Regions from separate parts of the Arachis hypogaea genome. Here region 1 is linked to region 2. A link is a contact called in public Hi-C data. All regions are on one chromosome and are shown on one strand. Each heading gives the region's core, a stretch centred on a gene start, on an enhancer-like site or on the middle of the called end of the contact. The rest is flanking DNA. Distances are from core to core; before and after follow the strand shown.

Region 1 (5,068 bases), core at 1,953-4,452, 180 kb before region 2:
AAAACGTGTTAAATGTTTTATTTAGAAATCTATTCACAAGTTTGGAGCTTAGGACAGGTTTAGAAAATAAATTCCATGTTACCGATACCTGAAAAACTAATCGAATCCATTTTGTTTAGATAATTACTCAATTATCTTATTTAAAATATGTAAAACAGCCAAGTAATGAAGAGTATGATTGTCAATCAAATAATAAAAAATTAAAGTAAAGTTTAAGAGAATTAGTGGATATCTAAATAGCGTAAAAAATGGATTTCAAAACCAGATTAATTCCTGAAACTGAAGCTCCAAATCCACTAGATTAGTGTGTGAAAATTAGGATATTCATAAAACTTTCAACTGAACTTAATTGTTTTTAATTTTTAATTTTTTGGGTCAAAATGCACCAATGAAGATTTTGGTTTGAGCAATGAATAATGACTATTCTTTCTTATGTCAACACACCCAACATACCTGACATATCAATACTTGGAAATGACCTCAGTTCTCGAGCAAACTCATTCAGCTTCTGCTTAGATTGCCTTTCAATCTTTGCACCTAGCTGGGATAACAAATTGGTGCCAGCAGCAATAGACCATTTCACTCCTTGTGAAGCAGATTGGCCTTCGACAGTTGATGACTCCAATCGCTTTGGAGTTGGATAAAGAATCTTCTCCACTATTTTCCAAACAACTGTAAGCTGGAAACAAATTAGTATCACCAATATGAAATTTAACAAATAATGCATGCTTGCAATCACAACCAGTAGACAAAAAAGTAAAGAAACATATTAATATCAACAAAACACCGCTCATTACTAAGAAGCTCAAAAACATTCCCTGTGGGGGATATCATGTAGCAGAGCTTCAATGAGGATTTTGTTCCTTTTTTTTTTTGGTGTGGTAGGGGATAAAGAATTAAAATTGCAGGCAAGATTAACAGATGTATAAAAACAATAAGGAAAGTCAAAGCCTCCATAAGAAGGCACAACATGCTACCCTACAGATACTGCATTAAATACATAATTAAATACCATCTGATACTAAAACAATGCATCATACAATTTTGTTCTTTAGATTATTTTTTTAAACCTTTTCGTCAATATGAGTAAAATAATATAAGAAATTGATAAATGTTATTCTTCTTTGGTACCTTCCATGAGTCTATGACATTTTTCTGAAAAAAAAAATTATGTTTTCCACCTTTTCTGTTCACTCATGAATCAAACACAACTAAGCATTGCCCCCACTACTTAAGGTCCGCTATATACACAACTATTTGGGACGGAGGTAGTATATGTTTCGGAAATGTTATGAAATAAGCAAAGTACTTTTTGACATATACGTTACCCTTACCCTTACCCTTTCCTTTACCTTACCCTATGATTCTTTCGTCTTTCTTTTTTTCCTCCAAAAACAAATGTCAATTCCATAGGTTGTAAGGACAATGTGTCATATAATTGTAGAAGCAACAATATGAACTCACCAAGACTCACCAAATTACAATAGAAAGAAAAAATGCACCCAAAAATAAATAAAAAATAAAAACTACAACAACAAAGGAATAAATGGAAACTATGTAAGGGATACCAAAAGAGATGGCGAAAATCAATCCAAATGGAGCAACAAAGTCAGCAACTCGTTTCAGAGGGGCAATTGGCGCCGCGGTGGCCTGAGACCGGCGGTAGACTCTGCGAGAACCGGTGGAACGAGCCGGAGTTCCTTCAACGCTGGAAGAGGCCTTAACGACGAAGCATCCAAACCGCGCTCTGGAGGCTGCACGCGTTCTCCAAATCGGAAGCAGTGTGAGCTTGCCCAAACCGGCTGCAGTCAGCGGCAGCGATTGCAGTCGGCGGTGGCGGCAGCAACGAACCTGCATATAGAAAGAGCGAAAGGCGTTAGGGTTTTGTAGAATATGAGGGAGAAGAAACGATAAGTTATGGTAGTTAGAGAGTTAGTTATTACTTGAGGGTGAGAGTAGAGAGAGAGAGTGGAAGTGAAGGCCATAAGTAGGAGGATTATGAGAAATGAAGAAGCATAGATTCGACGCAGTGATTATTGATTTCACCGGAGAGGCTTTGCTTGGTGGAAGTGGAAGTGAGAGAGCTGAGAAGTGCAGAGAAAAAAAAGGAAGAGTGGGAAGAAGGTAGCTTGGTAGCTAGTATTAGTAAGACTATCAGTTATCAGTGTCGTCGTTCTCTCCAATTTCCATTATCAACTACGGCTATACTAGTAAGTAGTAAGTGAGATTGAAAAGCGTTGGTGGTTTGGGCTTTATGGGGCAATTCGGCCTGACTCGAGTCCAAGATAAGTGGGCTCAACCAGATCTATTTTCATGGTTTATGAAAATTGGCCCAGGCATCCATTTAGCCTCATGAGGGGCAGTTACGTCCGGGGAGGACACTCCAGATCACATACTCCAGATGATGCTGCAGGAAGATACAACAATTAGATACTCAACGAGGGGAAGAAAGTAAGGGTAGAAGTAGAGGGACAAGAATATACAGGCAATCAAGACTCAACCCTCACACCAAGAGAAGAGGAATGGATGGTAGAGCCGAAGAGATAGAGTGAAGGGGGGAACAAAAGAGGTCATTCAGCGATATGGTGAGAAAGGGTAGAATCCAAGTAGAAACTGACAAGAAAGAACGTAGCAGGCAAACCACAATAGAGATGGAGACCACGGAAGGAGGGGTAGCTCCCGTCCTTAGGCGGATTCCCAGACCGTTTCTCAGGAGATGGTCTTAGCCGGAGGTGGGGGTCCTGCTTTGCCTGGCCTGAGGAGCATATGGTCGTGGTTTCAGTTGCTGAAGTGAGTCGGAAGCGGAGGAGGTCAGTGGATAGTAGCAGTGGTGAGAACTTGGAGGAGGAGGGACCGGTCCTGTCAGTAATGGATCGGAATTTTGATGCTCTAGCCTTTATTGATTAGTACCTCTTCTTCCTTAGTATCGAGGAGTACTTTTACGACTGTAACGTTACTGGTCAAGTAAGGTTGGCGTATCGGACTCTTCTCTGCATTTCTGTTAACGTTCGCAAGGCGGAGCTGTTGTTGGCTCAGGTGGGTCTCCTCGATAGCAAGCTTCGCCAATCTCAGGCGAAGGTTGGGAAGCTGAAGGGAGAGTTGGAGGTGGCGGAGGCGGTTTGGCTAAAGGCAGCGAAAGATGCCGAGAATGCTGGTGCCGAGCTTCTCTGTCTTTTCGGAGTTTAAACTTCTCTCCTCACTCAACTTGTTTGTGAGCGTACGCTACAACATTTTGGGTTTATGTCCACGATTTTTTTTTCATGGTAAAAAATCGTGACCATAGACCCTCTGTGGTCACGGTTTTTAAGGGTGACAAAAAAAGCTATGGTCACAGTTTTTTTGGAAAGGGTGACCATAGAGTACTTATAGTCACGGTTTTTTAAAAAAAGGTGGCCTAAAAGAATCTATGGTCACGGTTTTGAGGGGTGGCCTAAAGGGGTCTATGGTCATGGTTTTTTATAATGACCAAAAAGGGTCTATTGTCACGGTTTTTCAAAAAAGGGTGGCCTAAAAGAGTCTATGGTCACGGTTTTGGGTGGCCTAAAAGGATCTATGGTCACGGTTTTGGGGGTGACCTAAAGGGGTCTATGGTCACGGTTTTTCACAGTGACCAAAAAGGGGCTATGGTCACGTTTTTTCAAAAGAGGGTGACCTAAAAGGGTCTATGGTCACGGTTTTGGAGGGTGGCCTAAAAGGGTCTATGGTCACGGTTTTGGAGGTGACCTAAAGAAGTCTATGGTCACGATTTTTTACAGTGACCAAAAAGGGTCTATGGTCACGGTTTTTCGGAAGGGTGACCTAAAAGAGTTTATGGCCACGGTTTTGGAGGGTAACCTAAAGGGGTTTATGGTCACAATTTTGAGGGGTGGCCTAAAAGGGTCTATGGTCACGGTTTTAGGGGGTGACCTAAAGGGGTCTATGGTCACGGTTTTTTATAGTGACCAAAAAGAGTCTATGGTCACGGTTTTTCAGAAGGGTGACCTAAAAGGGTTTATGTTCACGGTTTTGGAAGGTGACTTAAAGGGGTCTATAGTCACGGTTTTGAAGGGTGACCTAAAAGGATCTATGGTCACGGTTTTAATGGTTGACCTAAAGGGGTCTATGGTCACGGTTTTTTACAGTGACAAAAAAGAGTCTATGGTCACGGTTTTTCAGAAGGGTGACCTAAAAGGGTCTATGGTCACGGTTTTGGGGGAAGACCTAAAAGGGTCTATGGTCACGATTTTAGGAGTGACCTAAAACAGTCTATGGTCACGGTTTTACGAAAGGATGACCTAAAAAGGTTTATGGTCACGGTTTTGGAAAGTGACCTAAAAGTATCTATGATCACGGTTTTAGGAGATTGTCCAACGAATCATAAGCTTCTCTGTGTCGTTCGTCGCACGTCGTGGGTCATCGTGCTCATCTATTGTCGCTCGCCATGTCCTCATTGTTCAAAAAATTGTCTTTACTAAAAAGTAAATAAATCAAAGTTATGAGATTTTGAATTTTAAATTAATTTAAATTTATATAATTTTCAATTACAATTAGATATTTTTGTTTATTTAAAATTAATAAGTTAGATTTTTACTTAATTAAAATTTAAAATTTTAATAATTAAAAATAAAAAAAAATTATATATAATTTAAATTAAATAATTAAAAATTTTAATTAATTTTATAAATAAACAAATTATTTAATTACCTCAATTTTTAAATTAAAATACTTATTTAAAAAATCAATTAATAAATTAATTAAATAAAATGATACTTTTAAAATAATTTTATTGAGATAGAATTTAATTTTTAATAACTATTATATTCCCTAATGTTTATTAAAGTTACTCAAATCCTTATTCCCAAATTAAAACCCAAAAACCCTAATCCTAACTCCTCTTGCTGCCCTTCAGCCGCCACCTCTCACCCTCACCCCTCACCCCTCACTCATGCATACACACACTCCCTCTTCACACAACACACACGGGCAACTTTTCCCCTCACCCACACCGAGAGAGAAGAGAAGAACGGAGGAGGGAGAAGCTGCCCAGTCGCGGTCGCCATCCGTAGAGCTGTGAGTAGAGCCGCTGTTG
Region 2 (5,441 bases), core at 1,787-4,286:
TTCATCGCTTTATTTTTCGATGATATTCTAATTTACAGCAAGTCCAAAGAAGAGTACTTCCATCACCTTAAGACAGCCCTTGTTGTGTTGCAGCAACATCACTTCATTGCCAAGCTCTTCAAATGTGTTTTTTTTTCAACAACAGGTTGAGTATTTGGGGCATGTGGTGACCAAATTTGGAGTTCAGGTGGATAATTTTAAGATTACTTCCCTTGTCGATTAGCCCAGGCCTTACAACATGAGATAGCTGCGTGGGTTCCTTGGCCTCACAGGGTATTATCGCCGCTTTGTGGCTAAGTATGCACACCTCGCTGCCCCATTGACAGAACTCCTCAAGCACAACAACTTCCATTGGGACCACATAGCTGACCTTGCCTTTGAGAGACTCAAATCAGCCTTCACACACCAGTATTGGCTCTTCCAGATTTCTCTCTACCTTTCACGGGTGAAACGAACGCCTCGTGTCATGGCATAGGAGCAATAATCTCACAACAAGGACATCCTATAGCTTACTTTAGCAAAAAGCTTAACCAATGCTTGTCAGTTGCTTCGGCTTATATTCGAGAGCTTTATGCTATTACCCAGGCAGTGGCCAAGTGGCGGCACTACTTGTTGGGGCTTCGGTTCTGCATTAAGACCGATCATAAAGGTCTATGTGAACTCATGAACCAAGTGGTCCTTACACCAGAACAGTAGTATTACCTTACAAAGTTATTGGAATTCGACTTTGAGGTAGTCTATCGATCTGGCAAGACAAACTTAGTTGTTGATGCTTTATCAAGACAGGGTGAAGACCCCTCTGAGGCCTGCCTTCAAGCCTTCTCTATTGTCAATTTTTCATTGACCCCATCACTCTTACGGGCTACGAGAGAATACCCTGACACTCAATTACTGATTGAGCAAAATAGGAAGGGAGTGTTTCCTCCTGAGTATCTATTGCAAAAAGGGTTGCTTATATATAAAGGAAAGATATGGGTGCCGAATTTTAAGGGACTTCATACCCAACTACTTATTGAATTTCATGCGACACCTATGACTGGGTATCCTGGGATACTTAAGGCTTATAAGGCTGTTGGAGATTTATTTTTTTGGCTAGGCCTACGTAGGGATATATAAAAATTTGTTCAGCAATGCAACACATGCCAATCTACCAAATACATGACTTCCAAATCTCAAGAACTCCTCAATCCTTTACATGTGCCCTGTGGACCATGGACAGAACTTTCAATGGACTTTATTACTCAATTACTGCTATTATGGTAGTGGTTGATTGCTTCAGGAAAATTGCTCATTTTGAACCCCTGAGAGCCGGCTTCACTGCGAGTTTAGTGGCGAAAGTCTTTATATTGCATCAGTGGTTAAGTTACACAAATTTCCCTCTATCATTGTTTCTGATCAAGACCCCCTCTCCCTCAGTCACTTCTGGCGTAGCCTCTTCGAGTTTAGCGGCACCCAATTACGTTATAGTACGGCGTACCATCCGTAGAGTGTTGGCCAGCCTGAAGTTACTAATCGTTTCCTTGAGAAATACCTACGTGCTTTCTCTCATTCGCAACGACAACAATGGGTTGTCTTTCTTCCCTGAGCTGAATTTTGCTATAATAGCTCATTTCACTCTGCAATATAGATGACACAGCCATGAGGCATTGCACGGTTTTGCCATGAACTTACTCCCGGGCTACTACCCTGGCGCTTCCCCTATGCTAGAAGTCAATCTCTTTTTGAGGACCGTGAGATATTGAATGATGAGCTGGGTTTCTACTTGCACCAAGCAAGAACCCGCATGAAGAAACAAGCAAACCGGCATCGTTGTGATAAGGAATTCAAATAAGGGAACTGGGTTTTGCTCAAGTTGAAGCCTTATTGTCAAATATCCCTCTTCCATAGGGAGCACCCAAAGCTCGACAGATGCTTCTTTGGCCCTTACCATATTCTGCACCGTGTTGGAAAGGTGGTATACCGCCTCGAGCTTCCTGTTGGCAGCAGGATTCACCCCGTCTTCCATATCTCCATGCTAAAGGAGTTTCATGGAGAACTGCCGGCTGCGACCCTGGTGGTGGCTGCAGCACCTGCAGCATTTCAACCCGCACTTACAGTGATTTTAGGGAGGCACTCTGTCTCGAGAGATGCGAAACAAGTAGAACAGGTCCTTGTGGATTGGGAAGGCTTACCACGGGAGGAGACAACTTGGGTGGACTTCGACCAGCTGTTGCATATGTTTTCAGAGTTGGACCTTGAGGGCAAGCCCTCCAAGCTCAGCCGCACAAACCAGCTTAATTGAAGAGATTGTAGAACTTGAAAATTTTTTTAAAGAAGTAGGCCTAGTTGGCAAGAAAGTGAGAAAGGCCCCCAATTGAATGAAAGACTATCATATGGAGAAGTAAAGGGGAAGCATTGTAAAAAAAAAAAAAACCAAATGAGTTAATTAGGATTTGAATATTCAAGAAGGGGTTATATTGTAATAGGTAGAAGAGAATGACAGTTAAAAAGAATAACAACTTGAGAGTGAGGAATCCTATTTCTCTGGATTCGAAGTGAAAAAAAGTGTGACCATCATATTTTACATTTTCTGAATTTTTCAATACATATTTTCATAAGTTTCTTTCTTCAATTATTGTGCATCATAATGCTATTGCTCACTAGACTAAGCAACAAAGTATTCGTTCAAGATAATAGTTATCTTATTTTATTTTATTTGTTTAGTTTTTTGTCTTTGTATTTATTTTATTCTAGCAACGTAAAGGTCACAAAAAAAAGAAGCAATGTAAAGGTCCCTCCGTGCATCATAGAATCATAGGACGAGGGTAATACTAATGTTAGTGGGCTTACAGTGGCTCTCACGAAGTGTCATTCTTTTTTCCATTTTTTATATTTTTAAAATAATACAAAATTATGTTGTAACAAGAATAAGCCCATTTGCTTCAAAAATCTAATCGGACATCTTTGTAGAAGTTTTGGACTTCGAAATAATTGTTCTTTTTTTTTGGTCAAAGGAAATATAACAGTTTAGTTATAATGAAACTTCTGTTACTTTTTGTTTCCTTTGTATAACACATATAAATGTCCGTGTCCAAAAAATAAAACACATATACATGTCATCCTAAAACCACTATAAATTTTTAATCCGGATAAATTTTGTTGGGGATAAAAAATTAAAAATGAAGTATACATTTTTATGTATAAATTTACTCTTATATTAATTTATTCATGCAAAATTTCATCCTAGTTTTACTCCTAATCAAATATATCCAAAGTTTTCAATTTATAAATTATAAGTTAAAAGACTCCTTTCCTCATTACTCCCCTGGCCTCTCCAACGAAAAAAAAAAAAAACAATGAAAAGAAAGAAAAGTTAATCGTAAGTGAATATGTGAACCCAGCCTAAGAATAAAGTGCAATTAGATAATCCATTTTTTTTGTTAGTATCAATTAATCTAATTACTTTTTTATTTTAAATACTAAATCTTAAAATTTAAGTCTTAAATCATAAATAGTAAATCCTGAATTCTAGTTCTAATACTTAAATCTTCAGAAGAAAATGAAGGTTAAAAACATATTTTTATAACAAAATTTAATTAATATTAACCAATTAAAAGTTGATCTCTATAGTCTATACTTATTCTTAGAATAATAATAGTTTTTCCCTCATAATTTATTACATACAGAAAAAACTCAAGACCCTTAAGCGAAGAGAATGAATGATTATTTTGTACATGTCTCACATGTTATTTTTTAAATTTAATATTTAAAGCTTACTTTTATATTTTATTAAAATAATCTATATAATAATAAGCTTGATAATTTAAATAAAACTAATTCAAGATTTATATAATAACAATTTAAAAAAATAAATTCAGTAACTTATTGATTAACAGCAGATTTTTAAATAAAATTTAAATCTGTAATAAATTAGTCTTTAATATATCAAACTAAGAGATACTATAAAAAATAAAAAAATAACAGTTATATAAAACTAATACAAATTATCAAAAAATAATAGTACACGTACACTTCAACCTGTTATAATTTTTATTCTATTTCAACAGTTACATATAAAATTAGCTGAAATTGAGATCCAGCAAGAAAGCTATTAATAAAAAGTAAAAAATGAGAAATCCTATCTTATTACTTTGCATCGAGTGATATATATATTATATTCTTTCTATATAGAGGAATCAAAGCTGAGACTGAATTGGTCAATTCAATGTGTGTACATATTAATTATATTTATATATAATAATAACCTGAAACCTATATCCACACACACCAATACCCAAGAAAACTAAGGCTGTGAATTGCGTATCGGAAATTAAATATATGATCATACTAAAAATAATGACAATGATTACCCAAGTGCATGCATTAATGCATATGCGTACCACACGTAACACAATTAAATATAGTTTGCTTATATTCTGTAATATTATCGATTCATTATTGGAATAAATAATGAAAATGATTCTTAACAACGCCACTCTTGTTTGTCTTGCAGTTTTTTTGTTTTATACAGATGTCACTCACTCTATTATATACTAATTAAATGTTTTATTCTGTATAAAATCCTTTAATAATCAACTTATTTTGGTCTTCATTATTTCTTTGATGAATAATATAATGCCTATGACTATTAGACAAGCTTTTGCACCTAATAGTTTGATACATGTGAAATATCAAATCAATACACTATTTAAATTCAATTTTGTATGAAAAGTGAATAAACCGTGTAGTACTTCTGTAATTTATTAATATCCAATTGATTAAAATTTTTATTATTTTAATACTTTCCTGTCTTATATTAATATTTTTATTTGAATTTTTTAATACTTTTAAAATTAACAATTAATCACTAATAAATATCAACTTTCGATAAAAAATTTGAATTTTATAATTCTAATAACGTGATTAAATAAAATTTTAGTCATCAACAAAATTAAATGAATAAAGAAATGTGTTTCTTATGTTATTTATATTTTATTATAATAATAGTAACAAATTAAAATTTAACTATTATTAAACTATATTTTAAGAGTTTATCACTAACTATAAAAACGGAGAGAATTATAAGTATTCTTTAATATTGATTAATAAAAATATACTACTTCTCTTAACAACTTAAATTAATATATAAGAAGAGATTCATAAATAGTTATTATATTTCTAATATACTCCTCGTGCAAGAGCTTGATCTTTTGGGTTTGTGAAAAATTTGGTTAGTTTTTTTTCTCTCTTGTTAATAGTCTTATGCTAAATTCCTTTTTTTAGGGTCAACAAGCTAAGGATTAAATTCTAGTGGTACCATGTCATATACTACTTCTCTATAAAATTTAAACTAATAAAAACAAATATATGAATGATTATTTCTCTAAAAAAAGAGTGTTGTTAAATGCAAAATTTAATTATAAATTTATGTTGATTAATGTTGAAATAGAATAAAAATTATA

Evidence for each region. A called contact is a pair of places that touch in the nucleus more often than the background predicts.
Region 1: a contact with region 2 is called in a Hi-C map of leaf, with 4 times the contacts expected there. The contact joins the promoter of LOC112801047 here to the enhancer-like site in region 2. A contact is called at or near these places in 2 of 8 Hi-C or Micro-C datasets (both in leaf).

Annotation. Positions count from the first base shown.
Region 1 is chr5:28,607,991-28,613,058 of arahy.Tifrunner.gnm2.J5K5, reverse strand. LOC112801047 reads right to left here and starts at 3,202. Exons shown (of 19, transcript XM_029298280.2): 1 at 2,484-3,202; 2 at 1,944-2,407; 3 at 1,569-1,851; 4 at 454-679. The coding sequence starts at 460.
Region 2 is chr5:28,427,381-28,432,821 of arahy.Tifrunner.gnm2.J5K5, reverse strand. No RefSeq gene overlaps it. Among protein-coding and RNA genes, the nearest start is that of LOC140184862, 12 kb to the right of the region's middle. Within about 2 kb of position 3,036, at least 2 of the 3 cell types and tissues checked have open chromatin away from gene starts, as enhancers often do.